2 separate regions of the Arachis hypogaea genome follow, and region 1 is linked to region 2. The links are chromatin contacts, called in public Hi-C maps. All regions are on one chromosome and are shown on one strand. The core of a region is the stretch at or near the end of the contact, and the rest is flanking DNA. Distances in the headings are between cores, read along the strand shown.

Region 1 (3,704 bases), core at 872-3,371, 150 kb before region 2:
TTTGTATTTTAGTATCTCAATAAAATAGTAATATATAAATTTTATGTATTTATATACTAATATATATTACTGTATTTTTTTATTTTATATATTTAAAAATTAAACACAAAACATGAGCATGAATATATCACTGTATCTCAAAATTTAGTAGATGCACCTACTGATCAAATATATTTATTATCATTTTGTTTGAACACAGCATAAAAGTAGTCTAGTTGAAGACTCACATATTTATCTAACCATTAATTAAGTAAATTTTTAACCAAAGTACTAAAACTGATTATAAAAGTTATACCGCTGACAAATTTAATTATAAAAAATTAAAATTAATTTATAATTATAAAAAAACAGATTTTAATAAATAAAATTAGTCAAATTTTAAAAATTATCAAAAAATTTTAAATTATCTCTTTAAACTAACCTAACTATCTTCAAATTGTAATCTTAAAAATGAGTAATTAATTTAGTTTAGAAAAATAATTTAAATTTTTTTTATAGTTGTTAAGATTTGAATAGTTTTATATGTCAGACTTCATCTTTCATAATCATAAATTTTTTTAACTCTTTGATGGTTATAATTTTTTATGATTATTTTTAGTACTTTAGTCGATTTTTTTAAATAGCTTGATTGATACTTTCATACTTTTAGATTTAGTTTTGTAAAAATGTTGTTTTTTAAAAGTAGTTTATAAAAGTTAACTTTTAAAATATAATTTTTTAAAAGTTGTAATATCTATGTTTAATAAATTAAATTAAAAATGATTTTTAATAAGCATAAGTAATAATAAGTATGTTTGGTAAAATAACTTTTAAAATTTAAAAATATTATAATAAATATTAATATAAGAATTAAATTTAGATATTAATTGATATATGAAGTTATATTAGATTTTTTAAATTTTAATAAGTATAAATTAACTTTTAAATAGCTTTCAAAAGTACTCCTAATTTTTGAAAGCTACAAATATACCTGCATAAACACATAAACTTTTTTATTTACTAAATACAAAATGAGATACTTATCACAAATACAAATTAAAAAAATTTTAGCAAATTAAACCTTACTTTTGCTAAGATCTTGAACCATGTGTTTGCGTTGTTGTCAAGATGCAAATTTAGTCTTTGTATGACAATGTATAGTTTGAGAAAGGGTATTAGTATGAGTTAATATCACTTATTTTTTAAATTAGTTTTTTAAAGATAAAACTAATCATATTAGTCTCTAAAAAATAAAACATAAATCAGATTGGATATTCTGTTAGTTAAATAATAATGTATTACACTAAATATCACATGGTATGATGATGTGGTAAGATAATATCATATATTATATAATAATTAATTGACATGTTAGATCAATAACACGTGGTGTGTCACGTGTTATCTGATATGTCATAAATTTATTTAAAATCAAATTAGTCTTTAAAAATATACATATAAATCATTTTTAATCTTAAAAATTTTGTACTTTTTTTGTTTTATGTTTTTCTAAAACCTCTCTCCTTTTCTTTTTCTCCTTCTTGTTTTACTCTTTCAAAAAGAAAATACACCAGTAATAAAAGAAAAAAAATGTATAAAAAAAATACGATAAAAAAATATGTAATTTATATATATATTGTGTAAATAATTTTTATTAAATTTAAGCTAATTTAATTAAACATAATTACTAAAAATACTTGTATATACAGCAGCATTATAGATAAAAATTTTCTAATAACTTAATTGTTAAGTTATATATAATTATATATTAAACAGGTAAGGACATATTATCCCACCTGGCCTTATTCCTTGCCTAGTCATGTAGCTCTTTGATGTTTGGGAGATAAGCGAGTGAGACACTGCTAACTGCATTCTCTAATGAGGGACCCTCTTTTTTGTGTTTTTTATTAGGATACCAACATGGCCTAGGCCCATGAAAGAAGAGAAATAGGAACCCAAGACCAAAAACTTGTAGGAACCCCTTTTACATCCTGTGATATCAAAGGTTCTAACTCTCTGTCCAAAAAAAAGGGTTCTAACTCTAGAATACCAAAAAATATAAAGGTTCTTCTAACTCTAGAGGTGTAGTATCTAACAATATGAATCCATATTGATGTTTGATTAGCTAACCCACAATTATTTCCTGTCTATGTGTATGTTGAACTCTTATCTCCCAAGGTTTATTTTTCATCCCCCAAATAAAGTGATCCTTTTTTATTTTGTTATTACGAATGAGTGATCTTTTATAAACTCAAGGGCTTTTTTATATTTGGTGCATTCTAAGTATGAGTATATGATTACGTCAATAAATATATTGACTATAGTGTTTTTAGGTAGCGTTTGGTAGAGAGACAGAGATAAAAATACTGAGACTGAAAGACAGAAACTAAGAGACAAATATTAAAATAAATCTCAGTATTCTGTTTAGTATAAAATAGGAGATAGAAATTGAAAATAGAATAAAATTCTAATTTAATTTGTACAAAAGATAAAATTGAAATTAATTAATTGAAATGAAGGTATTTTAGGTATAAAATATTATTAAAATTTCAGTCTCTATCTCTAAAAATTTTAGTCCTCTGTGTTTCCACTTTTTTGAAGTACTAAAATACTGAAATTTTGAGAAAAGAGACAAATTTTAGTATCAGTCTCTGAACTAACAAACATAATATTGAGTCACAGTCTCTCAGTCTCTGTCTCAGTACCTCAAAACAAACGCTATCTAAAAGTATTGCTAAAATTAAAGTAACGTTTTTTAATTATTTAGTAATACTTTTTAAAAATGTTACTAAAAAAAGTCTGACTTTAATTTTTATAACGCTTATACAATTATCAGAATTCACCTTTATATTTTAGGTCATACATATTTAAGCCTTATTTCAAATTTTGGAAGGAAAATGAAGGCCGGTTTTTGTTTTAAATCACGGAGGATGGACCTTAGTGGATTTCTCTTACAATAATCAGCATTTGCTCTTTGATTCCCAGCCAATTTAAACAAGATAAATAAATCCATACAAGCTATATCAAAAAAAAATCCAAACAAAAAATTAGTTTGAGTTGGTCTAGAACTTAGTTTACTCATTTGATCGATTAAATAAATGTAGAAGGTTTGAATTCCACCTTGTATATACAATAATAATTTATTAGCCAATAATAAATTCTTAATGAAATTTAAATTCGTAGTGCATTAATTTTTGGTCTGTTAGGTTATAAAATATAATGACAAATTCAAAAAAAAATTCAAATAAAATATATAAATATGTTGTGGTGGAAGTTCAATAAAAAGGTGTTTAAATAGTGATGGAGGTTCAATAAAAAAGAATGTCCACTTTGAAAAAAAGTAGTTTATTCTTACAATAACTTTGATGGTGGTATGTCCTTTGAAAATCAAAATTTAAAGAGAATTGTAGGTGTTTGGGCTACTATTGGCAACATACGTATGAATGAGAGTAGTTTTGTAGGTATATATCAAGAGGGTCTTCAACTGCAAATGAGTAATAAATCTAAAACTGAATTCTGGCACGACTTTTGGGTAAGGAAAGGTAAATTGAAAGAGGTATTCCTGAATCTATACAGGGTGACGCTGAATAAAGAGTGCACAATTAGTGAGTGTGGCATTTGGGATGGTGCTTACAATGGAAAAGAGCTTTATGGGAATGAGAGGAACAAGACCTTGTAAAACTTTTTATAATTTTGTCAAAAATCAAAATTAGGCAAGAAAAGGT
Region 2 (3,893 bases), core at 680-3,179:
TGTTTTCTTCCCGGTCTATGTTGTCTCCTTCACTTAGCAACGATTCATCTGCTTCGTGAGTATTACCCAATTATTCGAACTCAACATACAACTCTAGGATCGGCACATGAGCTTCATTTTGTCTATAAACCATTAACATTTCTAGCATAATGGCTTCATCAATCACATTCATCGATTCAAATCGTATCACACCACTGAAAAATAACACCGGTTGCCTGTATAAAATATTACTAATTCTTTTTGAAATATTTCTATGTATGTGTTGGCATAATCTATTTTTCCACTCTTCACATGACAACATGCGAGAAATAGTAAAAGAAATTGGATTTTTACAAATAAATTTTATACCCTCAGTTGTATATGGTATAACTTCACCATCAAAATATACCAGTAAACTCACATTAGTTTTCATTACTCTTACAACAAAAACTAAAAGGAATTGTCACACTGCAAACATTTTGAAGAAAGGGGTAGAAATGAAAATTTTGTTAAGAGAAGAGTGAAAAGTGAGTCTGAATATGAAGAGAAGAATAAAAGTGAACTCATTTACAAATCCAGTTAATTCTTTTATAGAGGAGAGTAGATATTAATTTTTTTAATTGTTAATTTAATAAAATAATTAATTTTTTTGAACATAATATTAAAATATTAATATTTCATATGATAAAGTAATCTTTTCACACTTAACGAACTGACGAAAATATCATATCAAAATATTTCTCGTTGTGAACGAATTAATTTATTATTAAAAAATTCTCGCATAGTGCGAGATGGGCTGACAAGCCCTTTTCTCCATAACTTTCTCGCATAGTGTGAGATGTGAAAGAAATAATTTTTTTAAAAAAATTTAAACCCTTTTCATATAATGCGAGAAATAGAAGACCCATCACATCCGAGAATAATACCTCACAGTCCCATCTTAGTGCACATGTGTAATATTATTTGCATATTAAAATTTTTTAGCCAATATATATAATGTAATTTACTCTTAATTTTATATAAATAATAATTTTTTAGTCAGATGAATTGAACAATCTCAATTCTAATTAAGCACTATATTAATGGAGATAAACAAAATGACTAATATGAATAGGGGTGTTCAGAGATTGGATTCGGCCTGCATATTCGCAGTGTTTATCCAAATCTGATTTGAAAAATTATGGATATAGATTCGATCCACACACTAATAAAATCATATTGCGGATTTTAGATTTTATGTAGGTATTCGCATATTTGCGAATCTACAAAAATAAATAAATAAATAAGTAAATATTATTTTTATGTTTTATTTCAACTAATTATTATATATGTTACATTATTTTAATTTTATTATTTAAAAAAAGTATGTCTAATATTATTTTAAACATAGTTATCAGAATATGTGGAGGCTTGAAGGTCGTTGAAGGCTTCAACAGTAACAGAAAAGTATGTTAATTTTTGCTAGTGTTAAAGGCTTGAAGTGGATATGTGGAGATCCTTCGATGGTGCGGCGGCACGTGGGTGTATGGTGGATCCGTGCGGATCAACAGCAGTCCTAAGTACGAATTGATCGATTTTCAATGAATTTGACCACCGTTGACCGAATCAACTGCAAGTCTGGCCCTAAGTAAAAATCGAACCTGTCAGACCACCGATTTATCGATTTTTCAGTCGAACTGATAGGTCCAATCTGATTCTAATAACTATAATTTTAAGAGTAAATTAAAAATAGAAAAAAAAATTTATTATTTTTTTTAATAAAAATAAACCTTTAAAAATATTTTTATATTTTATAGATATATTAAATCTGATCAAAATTTTGACTATATCTAATTTAATTCAATTCTCGTTCACCCTTAGATGTGAATTAATTTTTTAAATTTAGACGATTAATCTGAGTTAATTGAAATTTGGAGACTAATTTAAAGCTGACCTCAAATTTCAGAGTCATTTTGAATTTTAATTCGGGCTCAGCTGCATAAAAATAGTAATTGAAAAAAAAAAAAAAAGCACCGAACCCTAAGTCGAAGTGTCGAATCCTCTAAGTCTCTAACGCCAAGTCCCAGGCCCCCGTCCCCAACCCATTCTCCGTACTCCCTCGCAAAGGGCTTCTCTTCTCTGTTTCTCTGATCCACTCATCCGCTGCTTTTCACTCTGCCCACGCCTCCCTTCGTTCCGCCGTCTCCCTTGCATCTCCCATCACGCCGTCGTGTCCGCTGCGTCGGCTGTCTTCTCTCCGTCTCTACCTCAGTTCCGGTAGCTCCTCTGTCCTCTTATCTTGTTCTCTGGTTCGGTTTCTTTGCTTTATTTTTTTTCTGGAACTGTTAACTTGTAATTTGCTGTCTTCGACTTGTTTTCTTGTTGCTGTTGCTGTTTGCTGTGTTGTTGAGTTGTTAGTTGAATTGTTATTGCCTCAGTTGTTTTTATAATGTAGTGTATTTTTGTTGCTGCTGCTGCTGTGTTGTTGAATCAGTTGCTATGTTGTTGAGTTTCTGTAATTTGAATCTATTGCTATTGAAGCCCGTTGATTAAATTACACGAGTCCATTTTCGGATTTCCCAAGTGTTTTTATTGTATATCTTACTTATTTGACATGACAAAGGAGTAAATTTATTATCATCTTTAATATGCTACTGCTAATGTTCTGGGGAAATGTGACCTAGAAGTTGACTCTGACTAAGCATTGAAACTAAGAGCGATTATAATCCTTTTATTTTAAATGAGAACTGCCTTTGTTATTTATTTTTATTCACTTTCGATTATTGTCACATGTTTAAATTAAAAGAGACACTTCTTGAAAAGTAATAAGGCCATGTCCATGTGTTTGGCATGTTAAGAAAAGAACGAATTCCGCTGTAATATGTATACCACTTTAAGTTATTGTGATCTTGTCTTCGCTATACTCAAGTTCATGTATTTCAACTTCTGTGATATGTATATCATTTTCCGTTTGAGTTCTTTTTGTTTGAGTCTATGCTGGTCACATCGGATTAAAGATTGTGGAGTTGCATCAGCTGTATCTGTTTATTTGTGACCATGCACAAGTATGCATTCTTGACTTTTAGGCAACCATATTAATCAACATCCATTATGTTGTTTATTTGCATTCTGAAGCATTCTTTAAAATTTGATGCTTACAATTGAAAATTTCATTGTATCTTATCCTTTATTGTGTATCCTGATGCTCAAGTAATGGATCGATTTCTTTGCTAATGGGGTTTTAGTTTTCACTTTTTCTTGAATACTAATATGCATGTTTTTTTTATCTTTTTATTTTTTCCAGTATTCTGATGCAACAAGAACAACAGTGACATGTTTTGCACCTCACAACCAACTTGAGTAAGTGTTAAAATTTTGAAGAATACCTATGCTTTAGTTTAAGAATAGAAAATAAATACAGCGAAATTGAATTTTCAGGGTTTTTTTTGTATATTTTATGGATGTAGAAAACTAAAGCATTAATCTCTGGTAGGGATGATGTTCTAATAACTTCTCAGGATAAGATTTATAATTTGAGCTTTTTAGTATTCAAAAGTTCTATTTGCTATAATATGGTTCTCTCAGTACACCAAAAAAATATGTTCTCTCGGTTTCAGAAGACACAAGTACATTGACTACATTGTCTCTCTTTTTTTTTGGAGTGAGTTCTCCATTTTTTCTTGTTGTATCATAAGTAGGCAATGATAGAGGTATGAAATGAATTTTCTACCTATGCATGTTTGCTTGGAAATAGATTACAAAATCCTGGAGTTGCTTTATCTCAGCCTACTGGTAAAGAGTTCACGGCATAGTATTCCATATGTTTGTCTTCCACAATTTAGCTTGTTAAAAAAAAAATCTAAAATCCGCACCAATTTTTTTTTTTTTCATTAGACCCTTGGGTGAAGCCATTCCCTAAATCCAGCTTAATTCGG

The links. Hi-C and Micro-C count contacts between places; a contact is called where the count stands out from the background.
Region 1: a Hi-C map of leaf shows a contact between it and region 2, with 5 times the contacts expected there. The contact joins the enhancer-like site here to the promoter of LOC112799522 in region 2. A contact is called at or near these places in 3 of 8 Hi-C or Micro-C datasets (leaf and an unstated tissue).

The regions. Positions count from the first base shown.
Region 1 is chr1:16,839,243-16,842,946 of arahy.Tifrunner.gnm2.J5K5, reverse strand. No RefSeq gene overlaps it. Among protein-coding and RNA genes, the nearest start is that of LOC112699056, 24 kb to the left of the region's middle. Within about 2 kb of position 2,121, at least 3 of the 3 cell types and tissues checked have open chromatin away from gene starts, as enhancers often do.
Region 2 is chr1:16,688,764-16,692,656 of arahy.Tifrunner.gnm2.J5K5, reverse strand. LOC112799522 reads left to right here and starts at 1,929. Exons shown (of 5, transcript XM_025841696.3): 1 at 1,929-2,235; 2 at 3,263-3,318.